Linked DNA regions of Mus musculus: regions 1 and 3 are each linked to region 2. The links are chromatin contacts, called in public Hi-C and promoter capture Hi-C maps. All regions are on one chromosome and are shown on one strand. The core of a region is the stretch at or near the end of the contact, and the rest is flanking DNA. Distances in the headings are between cores, read along the strand shown.

Evidence for each region. Promoter capture Hi-C pulls out the DNA fragments that hold promoters and counts their contacts. A called contact is a pair of places that touch in the nucleus more often than the background predicts.
Region 1: a contact with region 2 is called in a Hi-C map of the N1E-115 cell line, with 5 times the contacts expected there. The contact joins the enhancer-like site here to the promoter of Grb14 in region 2. A contact is called at or near these places in 4 of 39 promoter capture datasets (the 3T3-L1 cell line, the C10 cell line, liver and 1 more) and 2 of 484 Hi-C or Micro-C datasets (the N1E-115 cell line and pre-B cells).
Region 3: a promoter capture Hi-C map of liver shows a contact between it and region 2. The contact joins the enhancer-like site here to the promoter of Grb14 in region 2. A contact is called at or near these places in 5 of 39 promoter capture datasets (the 3T3-L1 cell line, embryonic stem cells, hippocampal neurons and 1 more), 2 of 484 Hi-C or Micro-C datasets (embryonic fibroblasts and pre-B cells) and 1 of 9 other capture datasets (pancreatic islet).

Annotation. Positions count from the first base shown.
Region 1 is chr2:65,404,183-65,408,867 of GRCm38.p6, forward strand. Gm34739 (a long non-coding RNA gene) reads right to left here. Exons shown (of 4, transcript XR_374587.2): 2 at 214-344. Among named protein-coding and RNA genes, the nearest start is that of Gm34739, 8.8 kb to the right of the region's middle. Within about 2 kb of position 3,164, at least 11 of the 459 cell types and tissues checked have an H3K27ac peak or open chromatin away from gene starts, as enhancers often do. A contact at or near this core is called in the N1E-115 cell line, where this site is marked.
Region 2 is chr2:65,020,356-65,025,370 of GRCm38.p6, forward strand. Grb14 (growth factor receptor bound protein 14) reads right to left here and starts at 2,411. Exons shown (of 14, transcript NM_016719.1): 1 at 2,105-2,411; 2 at 732-864. The coding sequence starts at 2,289.
Region 3 is chr2:65,283,314-65,287,745 of GRCm38.p6, forward strand. No RefSeq gene overlaps it. Among named protein-coding and RNA genes, the nearest start is that of Cobll1, 47 kb to the left of the region's middle. Within about 2 kb of position 2,163, at least 80 of the 459 cell types and tissues checked have an H3K27ac peak or open chromatin away from gene starts, as enhancers often do. A contact at or near this core is called in liver, where this site is marked.

The DNA of each region.
Region 1 (4,685 bases), core at 1,914-4,413, 380 kb after region 2:
CTATAACAGTAATAATCACAAAATCAACATGCAAGAATGCTGTGCTCATGGGAAAATTCAAAGCCGTGAGCATTTTTATCAATATAAATGGAAGAACAAAAGTATAGGAATTGAAATGCCAACCCCAAATCATAAAGAAATAGACAATGCAAGCCACAGCAAGAGCAAGAAAGAAAAAAAAAAAAGTAGCAAATAAGAGTGAAAATAAATTACTGGAGCAGGCTTTCTTCTGCAAAGGATAGCTGCTGCCATCACCATAACCATCACCATCATCTTCATCAGGATTTTGTAGCTCAAGAGGTCTTGGAGGCCTCTGCACTGACCACTGATCCTCAATGCTGTTGCTGTGGGTTAAAAAAAAAGTATGTATGACAGAATCAGAGCTGTGACCACAGTGAAATCCAAAATCCTGACAGGCACCAGAGTACCACAGAGAGTGGTAGCTGAAATCCTGCCCAACTTGGGCCAGATAGCCTGCTTCACTGAGAGGGAGATGTGGGTACATGTGATACGGAGCATAGCATCATCCCCGTGCTGACTTTCCTGGGGTTTCTATGGTTTATGTTATTTAAAAACACGCTGTCCATCATTCATTATATTCATGATAATTTTTATGGTTTTAATTACTGCCTTTCAACATAATTTACAGCTAGTCCAATTTTAAAGTTGTTGACCCTGCCTCTTAAACCTGGGAGAACGTTTTCCATCATTTCATTTTTATCATCCCTAGATTTGATTTAAGGGTGCTTTAGTATATCACAGAGGGCTGGGTCTCTTTAGTAAACATGAAACGTGTCTGCATATTGGTGAGTGTAACATGACTGACTCCCACGGGAACACATTATTTTATGCTGATTTGATAGAATCTCATAGTTACATTTTGCCAAGTTGCTGTTTACTTGCTTTTTGAAGTGAGGGGCAGCATATTGTACATGCGGGGCTGTTTGTAATTTCCCTAGTGACTACCTTTAAAGTAACGCCTGTACTCCATATGTAAGACTCTGCCCTTCAGCTTGTCCATTTAAACTCCTGCCCTCTAGCGCTACACAATGTTCAGTGAGTATATTTCTTTCCTTTCCATTTTGTGTTTTATACTCCAATTTGTCAGTTGTACATTTTAAACTTTGTCAGAATTTTATCAGCTCCATGTTAGTTGTTCATCTTTCCCCCTTCAGCTTCAGATCTATGATTACCTATATATAATGATATATATATATATATATATATATATATAATGAATCCATTGGAAACATATGTTGTCTCTGCTATCCAGCACCTGTGCTGAAATGTCTCAATCCTTCTCTTTTAGAAAAACCTTCTCCCTGCCTATCACTGTGGGAGAGCTCATGTGTCCCACACCTTGGGTCTGTTGTATGTCTGAAGCTGTCTTCTGTCTTTGAGGTTGTGTGCACAGATTGCATCTGTGTGGTTTTCAGGGTTACAGATGGTCTCATGATAAAACAGTGAAGTCCAGCTGTTAAAACAGATAGCGCTCTTGAAAGGGGAGCTGGTTGGTTTTCTGCTTCTAATTTTTTTCCTTGCTTCTTTCTTTCTGTCTTTTTTTTCTTTTATCTTTCTTTTAACATGTCTTCTTACTTTTCATCCCCACTGATGTTCAAAGCATGTTTGGAGCCTGGCTCCAACTGCTGTCTTCTTCTGCAGAAGCCCTCAGTTTCCCCAGCCCGCTGACTCTGTTCCCAGCACCAGCCCTCCACTTCTCCACAAGTGGGTGCTCTGGGTCACTAGGACTCATCTCTGCTCTCAGAGCTGGCCCACTCCTGGGGGAGCTTTTCCCTCCTAGGAGTGACTGATTCGCTTCTGTAGCCACTCTTATTTTATTTCTAAAAATTTAGTTGGTAGATCCATAGCACTTATTTATCACATATTTGTTAACATAGGTCCAGTTGCGGTGACTATGTTAGAATAATTCACATATCTATCACACAGAATGCTTGTTATTTCTTCATAGAAGAACATTTTAAGACCTTTTTCCTTTAGGTATTCTGAAATATCCAAGGAATTAATCCTAACTATAGCTACCTTCTTGTTTTATAGAATGCTGGAACTTAGGATTCTTTTCTAATGTGTTTTCTTTATTCATGCACCCAATGGTAAATACTTAGGTTGCTCCACCATCTTGGCCATTGTGAATACTGTAAGATAAACATTCAAGGGCCAACGTTCAAGGCCAGGCATGTCTGTCTCATACTGATTTCCTTTTCTTCGGCTTGATACCCAGTGGCAGCATTGCTGAATCATACAGAGTTCCTTTTGTTTGTTTGTTTGTTTAATTTTCCTTTTTTGCTTTGTTTTGTTCTAAGGTTGAAATCTCTCGAATTCTCCTGCTGTTTAAGGTTGAAGTCTCCTGCTATTCTGTGAACACAGGTTATGAAGAATTGTATTCACTGCTTTTCTGGACCCATATGAGTTTTCGAGAATGTGAGCAGAACGTTGATTTTAGGCAGTCACCAACAACCTGCGAACTCAACCAGGGACAGATAGCACGTTTTTGCTTTAGTGGTTTAGTAGTGTTGGGGACACAGAGGGAGCACTCTGTATGGCAGTGATGGAAATGCTCCCTGGCAGAAGCTAATATTCATGAGCAATAGGGTTTGGTTTTGTTTTGTTTTGTTTTGTTTTGTTTTGTTTTGTTTTTGGCTAAATTTACTTAGTTGTTAATTGAGTGACCTAGCCTTCCTGTCATTGATAATTTATTATCGAACTTAAATACATAATTTGTTCTGTTCATTTGGAAAAAAAAATCCTGAAAGATAAATTGATACAAATCTATGTTATTATAAAAAAAATGTGGTCAATTTTTTTTATTTTTTAACCTGATAACATCTAGAGTGAGGTTAAGTCTTTATTACAGTTTTTTTTTAAAAAGGATACATTGTATAATTATACTTTAACTTTAAAAAATACATATATGTTAAACTCTCCTCTTAAAGCTACTTAGAAGGATGTCATATAAGAAAAAGACACTTGAAAAATTCCAGAGGCTCATGCCAATGATGTGATGAAGCAAAGCTGGCAGAGAAAAGGATGTATCTGATAAAAGAAACCTTGCCAAATAATTCTGGTGTTTATAGTAGACGCTTTACTTCTGCTTAATTGTGGGGCGATATGATGACACAAAACAGAAGGACTCAGAGGACATGAGTCAGCACTACTTACTTCTAGGAAATGCAACTTGCAGTGGCTGCCATCTTTTTATAGAGCAGAACTTGCTGTGGTAGTAGATGTGTTCTGGATTTGAGCTTTTCTAAGGAAAGCCACCAGGGGTAAATGGACTGCATTTAAAATTCTTTATAATACATTATATAGTTGATGTGATTCATGGCTATCATATTAGACACAAAAGAGACATCTGTGGGGCTTAGTTTTGGAGATAGTAAAAGTTAAGAAGAATGAGGTGAAAGTGAAGAATGTATGTTTGTATGTATGTATGTATGTATGTATGTATGTTTGTATGTATGTATGTATGATCTATCATCTATATATCTATCTACCTATCTTTCCATTCATAATCTATTCATTCATTTTGATTATCTATCTATCTATCTATTATCTTTTTCTATATGTTTATTTCTGTAAAAGAAGGGAAGAAAGTGACTACTCTTCAGCTAGGAAAAGAAATGAAGTGTTGCTTCTTACTATTTGGTAAACCCAGGTCTAGTCTCTTACAAACTATAAAAGACCTTCATTTGTTGCCTCTGTTACTTCATACTGAACTATGATATATAAAATCTGTGTTCATTTCCATTCCCTGATAGACACTTCATACTAGTTAAATGCATTCACAGAACATTCCTTGGCAAATCGAATATTTTGAGTACCTAGAAATATATATTCACATTGGTCCAATTATCACATTAATGTATGTTTGTATTTGTCCTAACATAGCCAAAAGCTATGCATAGACTTACTGGCTATATCTGTGCTTCATTGATTTGGAGGGTTGCCTAGAGTTTAGGCTAAGATCTAGAACCCAGACTGACAAAATTTGACCGCCATACTCTCCGCTTATCCGTTTATTAGGTGTGGAACTCTTGGACAGATACTTGAACATCAGTTTTCCATTAATGTTGTTATAAAAGTTTAAAAGACCTCATGTTTCCCCAGTGCATACCATGGTGTTTTGTGCTATCTATTGATATGTTAAATGAAAATGAAGAGTTTGGAAGCTCCCAGTTAATACTAACATTCATGCTACTTTCTCACAAGAGTGTGTTTAAATGCCCATCATATGACAGAAAGCAGAAATGCCCATCAGTTAACTAGATTGGTGCTGGTCTGTCCATCTGTAACTCAGGGGATTTGACATGATTGCACAGATTTTTTTTTCCTCTGCCAACATTGAGGCTTTCAATGCGACCTCTATGAGCAAACAGGAAAACTATGGCTCTAGTTTCACAGTCTTGGGATGGATCTGTTTCCGGAATGTGAATAGGTGCCTAGGTTAGGCTGGTGGAATTCAATATTCTGTTGCTAAGATCTAAGCCTCTTCATGGCATCCTATTTTTAGAGTGCTCAAGAGTGAATCAGAGACCTATGATTAATTATTAATGATTATGAAATAACACTGTTGGATGACAGCAAGTAGAAACTTCTAATACCAGCTGCTTTGAGGATTACTTTTTAACAAACACATGAAAGCTTTTCTGAAGTTATATTTACCTCTT
Region 2 (5,015 bases), core at 1,161-3,660:
GGAACCTCCAAAACATAAAGTTTGCCGAAAAGTATTTTGAGCTGCAAACTCCAATTACCTCATGTAGATTCCTTTTTTTAAAAAATTATGGTGTGTGTGCATGCATGTGTGCGCATGGGCTGGTGCATGTGCGTGTGTGCGTACGTGTACATATCCATGCCCCAGAACCCATGCAGAAGTTTGAAGACAACTTTTGGGAGTAAGTTATTTCCTTCTACTTGTTGGGTCTCAGGAGTCTAACTCAGGTCCTCCAGCAAATGCCCTCACCTACTGAGCCATTGCTCTTGGTCCCTGTCAGGTTCTCTACAGCACTTTCCTTTGGTAAAGGAGGCTAGCCTTATATGACATGTGTATAAGGAAAGACACCATTAAATAGCAAACAAAGAGCCGATCGATCCCCTTCTCACCTGATATTATAGTCCCGCCCCTTCCAATTAAGACTGGTGTGAAATTGATGCCTGTTGTCCGATAGGCAGTCAGGACAGGTGCACTCTCAACCCTATTCTCTCCCAAGAACCCAAGAGGAAATGTTTGATATTCCCACTACACAGCTGAGGAAGCTGAATCCCAGAAGGAACATCATCTCAAGGGCCCCTTTCAGTCAAGGGCCAAGCAAATTCTCGTTTGATGCTTTGTTTTGGTTTGGTTTGGTTTTTTTGCAAAACTCTTGAAGTCTGTGTGGGCACAAGCCTTGGAAGACCTTAGGGTTTCACAGGTTTGGAGGTGCATACCTGCTTCTTCCTTGAATTGGCCCTGGGAAACAGGCCTGCTGACAGCACAGATGTAAGCGGAGAGCAGCAGAGCTCAGGAAAGGGGTTGGGAATGGGTGGCTTTTCCAGAACATCCAGATCTTTCATTTTTCTCCTACACCAAGAGAACATAGGACGTCATTTACATAAAACAGAATAGGAAATGTAATTGCTGTCAGGGGAAAGAGCATTGCTCAGGCTAACGTGTACCGCTTGGTGACAAGGCTAACACTCTATAAGTAGGTGTACAGGAAAGAGCAAGGATGTCGTGCCCATGGGTCAAAAATAAAATATGCCAATTACCACAAATAATTCTATACCACCTCCCCCACCCCATCTCACAGAAAAAGAAAAGAAGAAGAAGAAAAGCCTTGGGAGGCATTGACACTCCATTTCCTGTACTTAGGGCTTTCCTGAACACCAACACAGGCTACATCATGATTTATGCAAACATTACCCAGGGGAGTGTGCCATTTCCTGGCTCCTATTAAATTGACAAAATCTGTAAGTTACATCCAGTAAACTCATCCCCAGGATTTTTTTTTTACTCATCACTGCTGGAAGTTATGATTTATTAAATATAGATGTGGTTCATCTCACTTCGAATTTCATTCACAATGTTGCCCACACACAGTCTGCTAATTTTTCAAGTGCTTATAGATACAGAACACCAAGGCAGTCCTTCTGGGAAGGTAAGTCAATAGAATGTGTTAGCAGGAATGTAACGCTAGGCCACTGGGGAGTTATTTTAACTTGACTGAAGTCAGAGCGCTTTGCAAATCCTGACAAAGAAGCAGGAGTGGTATTTAGATGTGCGACTGCAAAAAGCCACGGATTCTTAAGCTCTTCTCGCCTTTTTCTTTCCTAAGTATGACAACTCCAAAGGCACTTAATGCTCATTGCTGTGGAGATGAGAAACCTTGGAAAGCCGCTGCCCTTTCCTGTGGAACATAAAGACGGCTCAAATGTCAACCCCTGCTCTGCCTCTCCCGGGTCCTTGGAAGACTCTATCTACGTGGGAGGTGAACACATTCAAGCTTGGATTTTTGAAGCCTATAGTGTAATAGGAAAAGGGCCACCCAGCAGCTGAATGTGGTCAGTCTGGAGTGAAGCCTTCTGGTTCACCCCAAAGGGCAAAGGTGAGACAGACCGCTCTCCACCACCCCGTGATGCTATTTATAACAGGGCACCTGGAGATCGTGGTGCCCTCCTGACCCCGCGGGATCTGGCTCCAAGGGAATTGTCTTCAGACACTTTCCAAACTTGGTCCGGCTCTGGGCACACACTCACCCCTGGGCCGCCTCCATACCCCAAGAGCGGATTGCTGACCCGGACACCACCACGAAGCTGCCTACCTGTCTATGGCACCGCGGAGGGTCGCATCGGAGGCGGGGGACAGCGCGTGCAGTCCGGGGACCTGCGCCGGGTCCTGGGCGTCTCCCTTGCCCTGGGCAACGCGGCACACCTGCACTGCCAGCGGCGAATCCTGGGCGCCTGCCCGGCCCGCGGCGCTCTGCCCGTCTTGCAGGGACGTGGTCATGGTCGTAGGCCAGGGGTCTAGGGAGTCATCGACCGCGAGGCGAAAGCTACGAAGGGCTGGGGGCGAGCAGAGCCGAGCGGTTGCAGGCAGCGAGCGCCTTGCAGGTGCGGTGGCAGGGCCGCCTGCGCTCACGGCCAGGGCGGCTGGGACGCGGTGGGGCGGGGAGCGGGGGAGGGGCGGGGGCGGAGGAGGAGGGTGGGGACGTAGAGGGTGGGGACCGGGAAGAGCGGTGCTGGGGGGCGGGGAGGATGGAGCGCCAGCCTGGCGGGCCCTGCGCGTAGCCCGGGCACTCGGGGGCGCTGGTGTCACTCTCCTGAAGCGTGGGGACCTCGACCTCAGGCTCCCTAAGTCCCACCGCCGCTTTCCCAAGTGGGTGACCCAGCACAAGGCTGAAAGTCCCGCGGGCCGAGTGCCACTCTGGGCTAGGAGGACCGACCTCCAATCTGCCTGGGTCCAGGCAGAACTGGTCCTTAGACCCTTCCGTGCCAGTAGGGCCACGGGAGATCACCTAAGCTGTGGCTTGATCATCAAGACAGACCCACAGTACTGGCAAACCAGGAGGAAATCTTAGGGCAATGTATTCTCCAGTCCCGCCCCCCACCCCGCGCTCCCTCCCCCACCACCCCTTTCCTTTTCCTCCGTGGCAAGAGATGGAGTAAAGTGAGGAAAAATCAGGGTTGCTGTCTTAGAAAAACTCCTTTGAACTGGTGAGAATTCTCAGTAAAACCTGAATGAATCTCAAGGTGCCTGGGATTATTAATAGAGTTTTTTCCTTGTGTTCGTTCTTTCTTTCTTTCTTTCTTTCTTTCTTTCTTTCTTTCTTTCTTTCTTTCTTTCCTTCTTTCCTTCTTTCCTTCTTTCCTTCTTTCCTTCTTTCCTTCTTTCCTTCTTTCCTTCTTTCTTTCTTTTCTTTTCTTTTTATTTATTTTTTATATTTTTACTTAGTTATTAATTAATTTTTTTTTTTTTTTGGTTTTTGGAGACCAGGGTTTCTCTGTGTAGCCCTGTCTGGCCTGGAACTCACCCTGTAGACCAGGATGGCCTCGAACTCAGAAATCTGCCTGCCTCTGCCTCTGCCTCCCAAGTGCTGGGATTAAAGGCCTGTGCCACCACTGCCCAGTTCTTTTCTTTTTTTAATGAGAGCATCTTTCTCATATTTTCCACATTCTGCCTTGCTCTCCTAACTATTCCATGAATCTACTACTTGCCTCATTTTATACATAAGAATATTAGGGTCCCCAAGCAACCCAGGGCAAGGCCCTGCTTAGCTCTTAGTTAACAGATGCACTCAGGATTCATCCCATAAGCTTCCATGTCAACCTAGGCAATGAAACAGTAGAGGCATTGTGTTCTTCCAGGATGCAGCAACCATACCCTGAAATCCGGACTTCTGTCCCTGCTTTTCATGAAGTATCCTACATCCTGTGCACCGTGGAGGACTTTCAGAGAGTTTACACACTCTTTGTTCTCTGACCAACTTAGATATCATCTGGTCCTGGCACCTGTTTCCCTAAGTCAACCTCCACTTCTTCTGTCCATGGCAAGATAAACATCCCTCCTGAAAAAGTGAGCCATCCTTGTTGTCCTGCTTGAGTATATCCCCTATCAGAATGTCAGCCCCAAACTCTGATGACAACTGGGGTTAAAATTGGCATGCTTCCTGGTTATAACCACTCCACGAACTGAGAACACTTGAGTCACAAAATAGGTAATAATCAACTTCTTCATCTTCCTAAAGTCTAAATTAAGAATTAAAACAGCATGAATGTCCATGACTGTGTGGAAGCTGTGGCTTCCAGGAGTCCTTATAAAAGGCAGTGGCCAACCCAGAACAAAAGAGTGGCTTCCCTGGGGGATAAAGCTAATACTAATGGTCTTAGCTAAAGCTTATCACTATACATGTGGGCTTTAAATGCATTTAATGGCAAAGCACTGAGTGGTGGTTTGAATATGCTTGGCCCATAGAAAGTGGCACTGTTAGGAGGTATGGCCTTGTTGGAATAGTTGTGGCCTTGCTGAAGGAAGTGTGTCTCTGTGTAAACAGGCTTTGAGGTCTCCATGTGCTCAAGCTCTGCCCAGCACAGAAGAGTTCCTTCCTGGCTTCCTCCAAGAAGACAGATCCCTCTGTCCTCCTTCAGATCCTTCCCCAGCACCATGTCTGCCTGGGCACTGTCATGCTTCCAGCCATGATGATAATGGACTGAAGCTTTGAAACTGTAAGCCAGCCCCAATGAAATGTTCTCGTTTCTAAAAAGTTTCCTTGGCCATGGTGTCTCTTCTCAGCAATAAGACCCTAACTAAGACACACTGTTATATATTAAAGCTATTCCAGCAGAATAAAAACAGAGTGTGTGTTTATAGATATCTTGAAGGAAAAAAAAACTATGCCATTATCATTGTCTTAATTTTACCCAAAGGCCTTGTACCTGTTTCTCCTCTCTAAAAATAATAGGGTGTGAATATTGTCACAGCAGAGTTAATCAATGACTAAAGTTTGTCCCCTCCCAACACACACAAACAAACACACACAATCACACACATATACTCACAAACAAATGCACTCTAGTACACATGTGTGTTCTCACACACATTTTCTCCTCTTCTTCCTCCTCTTCCTCCTCCTCCTCTTTCAGCAAGAGAGCATGCTATTTTTATCTCCTGGAGCAAAGACTATAGAGAAACTGTATATATGTCTTAACTCACTGGGAAGATTACTATCCAACAGT
Region 3 (4,432 bases), core at 913-3,412, 260 kb after region 2:
AACTGGTCTTGTTAGTTGATTAATGCTCTATTTCTCAAACTCAGATATAACAAAATAAACGAACAAATAATGAAATAAATGAACATTGGTGTATGGTTCAACACAAAATGAGCTCTGTTGTGTTATATGAAAAAGAGAGAGTCAGTATATGTTTGATAGAATCAGGTATGGTGAGATGGAAGGGGGTGCCTCTGTGGGCCCATGCTGAGGCATCCCTTCCCATGCTAAGGTACCAGCCATAGGATGGATATAGTATGGAATAGAGTTTGTTTAGGGGATGGGAAGGGGAATAGAGGAGGAAGTAGAGATAGAGAAAGGCAGAGAGAGGGGGAAGGAGGGGAAGAGGGGAGGAGGAGAGGAGGGGAGGAGGGAAAGGGACTGAGAGAGAAGGGACAGAGAGGGAAAGAAAGTAAGAGAGTAAGAGAGCAAGGATGGAACTCAGCCCCTTATATAATGAGTCAGACATACCTGGCTGTTGCCAGGTAACTGCGGGGCAGAGACAAGCAGGGATTCTAACATTCCTCCATTTTGGATTAATTAAAAAAAAGGAAAAACTAGACAGGGGAGATGGTGAGGCAGGAATAGGGTCATAGCATAGTGATCTTTAGTTACCTCCTGCTGACTTTAGGGCAATGTGTCTCTGGGAAACCTAAGAAAATGGGTATGGGGATGTTGGTCCATTCTTAAGAGAGTTGGCTGTTTCCTTGCTGTCTAGGGTCTGTGGGACCATCTGTGGCTAGGAAGGAGCAGGTAACTGTGGGGTGGAGCTTAGAAGGAATGCTAACGGGCTCCATGGTGTTGTTTTTTCTTTAAATGAGCGTTTTGTTTTGCTTTCCTATTTCTTGTCTTAATTTTTTTAAAGTCTGTTTTGATTTTGTTTTTGCTTTGAGAAAGGGAAATAAAGAAAAGGAAAGAGCATGCAATTGGATGGGTAGGGGCAGTGGAGACTGCCTGGGAGGAGTTGGGGAGGGGAAATTCTACGATCAAATTATATTTTATGAAAAAAAATTGAAGTTAAAAATTGATTAAAAATAATCCCCCAATTTCTCCATTGTAAGGAATCTGTTAGGGTAACAAAATTCTATTTGTTCCTTTAAGGACTTCTGTGTTTTGGAGCTGTAGGGAGAAGTCAGCAGGAGCTCATCTGACAGAGGTTGTATGCACATATTCATAGTGCGGTTAGACCGGAGTCAGCAAGCAGGACTGGCTCAACCTCACTGTAACTTCCCATGAGTAAAACAGGGGGCTGCATATTACATTACGGCTCAACGATTTCATGTCAGTTTTGAAGATTCATGATATATGTGCTTCCACCGCAGAGCAAACAGGTTATGTGCAGCACTCTTAGAGCTTAATATACTTTTTATATTCTCAAAACATCCTCCTGCGCTCCCACTATCGAGCCTTGGTTCTGGGAAAGAACACCGAGGCACAGAAGAGTTCCGAGTCAGGCACATGAGCTTATACACAGGTGCTCTAGTAGTAGCTTTAGGTCCTGGCAGTGACCTTAATGAGGAGCTCTGCCGTGGGGTTGTTCACCCAGCCTTCAGAGAGCCACTTTACAATGCAGCATTACTTACTGGCACAAGCTCCCTGCCATCATCATCAGTTCTCACCTTTCCTCTACATCAGTGCGCTACAACAACGGCTCTCTTCACACTTTTCTCTCTCCATCCTAGCAGTAGAGCCCTCTGGTGCTTCCCCACTCTATTTCTTACAAAGTGAATTAGAAAATACTGCCCTGTGGGGTTTAAGTAAACAAACATGGACTACTGTGTTTGGAATAACTGATGGTTTCCTGATATGGCTGGGTCGTCCTTTATTTACCTACCCCTAGGTCAAAGAAAACAAAAATTTTTTAAAATATTATATAAAAAGTCCTTAAATACCAAAGACACTATCTTTCCTCATTGATTGTCAGAGGCCACAGGCAAGCTCTGGAAATGAATCAGAAAACTCATTCTGGGTGGGCATGGTGGAGCAGCCCTATAGTCCTGGGACTTCAGAAGTGGAAACAAGGGGCTTTGGAAGTCAGAGCCAGAATGGGTTACATGAGATGCTATTTCAAATCACAGCAGCAGCACCACCACCAAAGGAGAGCTATCCTGCACTTCTGGCTCTGGGGGACAGTGCTGCTGCTCCTCAGGTAGCAGAGCTCACAGTCTGACCAGAGTTCCTGTGCTGACTCACCTCGCCTGTGGAGGCCTTGGGGGTTGGGGAGTCTGCTGGAGCTGCTGGCAAAACAGCAACTGTTTTGTAATGTCTGTCAATGGTGCTATTTGTTTTGGCCTTTCCTCCATAAATTTGGTGGGTAGCCAGGGCAACACAGGGTATTCCTTAGACGAGAGCTAGGCATAGCAGCTGCATGAATCTCTAAGTGGTGGACGGGAAGCAGTGGCAGAGGATGCTGGCCAAGGCCACATTGGAATAGAACTTAACAACTTACCTGCTCAGATTTGAATAATGAACTGAAGCAAAAGAACTGTTATAGCAGGCCTCAGCATGCAGAGAGATGCCTGCTCCCTGGGGGGCTCTGCATGTCATGCTGGTGGCCAAGAATCACACCAGGACTACAGCTGAGAAGTTCCTCTCAACTTCCAAAAGTATTGGACATATTTTATATTTGTGATCATAATTACAGGGCAGTGTGAAAAGCTTGAACCGGTTTGGGGGATAGGTACACTCATATTTCTGAGAAATGAGAAAGAAAGAATTAATTGGCATAAAAACATGAGCGTATTTGCCAGTTGATTAGTAAGTACCATAATAAAACATTATGGGGAAAGCTCTATGTGGAGACTGGGTGTGGCACACACATTTAAGTGATGAGAACTCCATTTTCTGTATCCATTCCTCTGTTGAGGGACATCTGGGTTCTTTCCAGCTTCTGGCTAATCAAGAAAGAGCATGTCGATCTACTTTTTACAAATGTTATGTGTGTGTGTGTGTGTGTGTGTGTGTGTGTGTGTGTGTGTGTGTGCATGCGCATGTGTGTCTATGACCATGGAGGTCAGGAAAGGGCATCGGGAATCTGATGACAATATATACCAGGAATAAGGATCAAGGTAGCAGGAGTTGAGCTGCCTGACAGTACTGGGCACAAAACCCCAGTCCTCTGAAAGAGCAGTTATATTTTCTTAACCACAGAACCATATCTCCAGCCCTGAAATGTGGATTTTTTTTTTTAACTGTTCCACAGGGTTGGCAAAGAAGAGTTCCACGTGATGATGGTCACAACATCAGAAGTTCTCATATTTTAATCTAAATACATAATCCTTCCAAGACTATTGATTTTGAACTGTATTTGAGTCCTACGAGCCTATAAAAGAACTCCGAAATCCCCTTCATTGCTTTGGGCCTATGTAGCCAAATAATTCCTGAAGTTTTTAACCTGTCTTTTCTTTAACTGCAAGGGTCATCACGCTGCTCCTTCTTGCTTTAACTTCATGTAAGACATCATTAATTATGCATGTTATTACGATGTTAATTCTCCCTTCAAATACCTCATTAAATAGATGTGATGTTAGCTATGTGCTTTTCCCCCTCTGAGTCAATTCAGAAGGCCTTGGAGATCAAGAAAAACTTCATTTATTTTACTGTGCTTTGCAATCCAAAGCATTACCAGCAACTCCTTGATAAAGACTTTGTCTTTCTTCAGTTGTTGCCTTGGAAAATTTAGCTGTCTAACGTTTTTCTCTAAAGCTAAAATTGCAGAGGACAAATTTGATGGATGATTCAAAAGACTTACCTCTAGGAATCATCACACATTCATACACCTGAATATATCTTAAAGCCATCACACAATCAGCCTGAATCCCAATGAGTCCATTACAGACAGACAGCTGTCTTGTTCAGAGCTCTCAGATTCCCCTCTGAGGGCTTTCCTGTCACATGAGCAATAGTTTTATTTTTTCCTATGAAAATACACCATCTCTTTACTTTCATAATTTCTTTAAAATTATGTCTATTCTTAGTATTTTTCCCCTAGATGACGGAGAACAGCTGGTCTGAGGAACTGCGGTAACCCAGTTGTGTGAGGGAGGAAAGATATATGTGGGAAGAGAGATGTATTTCACGGTATTTTGCTACTTGAGATTGTTTGGCGTTTTTGAGTAAACGATAAGAGAGATGTTGCATATTTATTGTATCTGAAACAGATTAAAGGAAATGGTAAAATACTATTCCACAAATGGGTGACCTTCTCAGAACACTGAGCTCCTTTTTGTTCTGAGTTGATACAAAAATACGGTTCTTTTCTCAGAGTCACATTTCTTAAACAGATTCCACAAATCCCATGTTCTTTCCAAGAAGTCAAGACAACTTGCAGATGGAAGGACAGGGAGGCAGAAACTGAAGTCAAATGACCTCATGATCCTATACAGTCCTGTCTTAGTCAAAGGTCTATTACACTGAAGAGTCACAATGACCATGC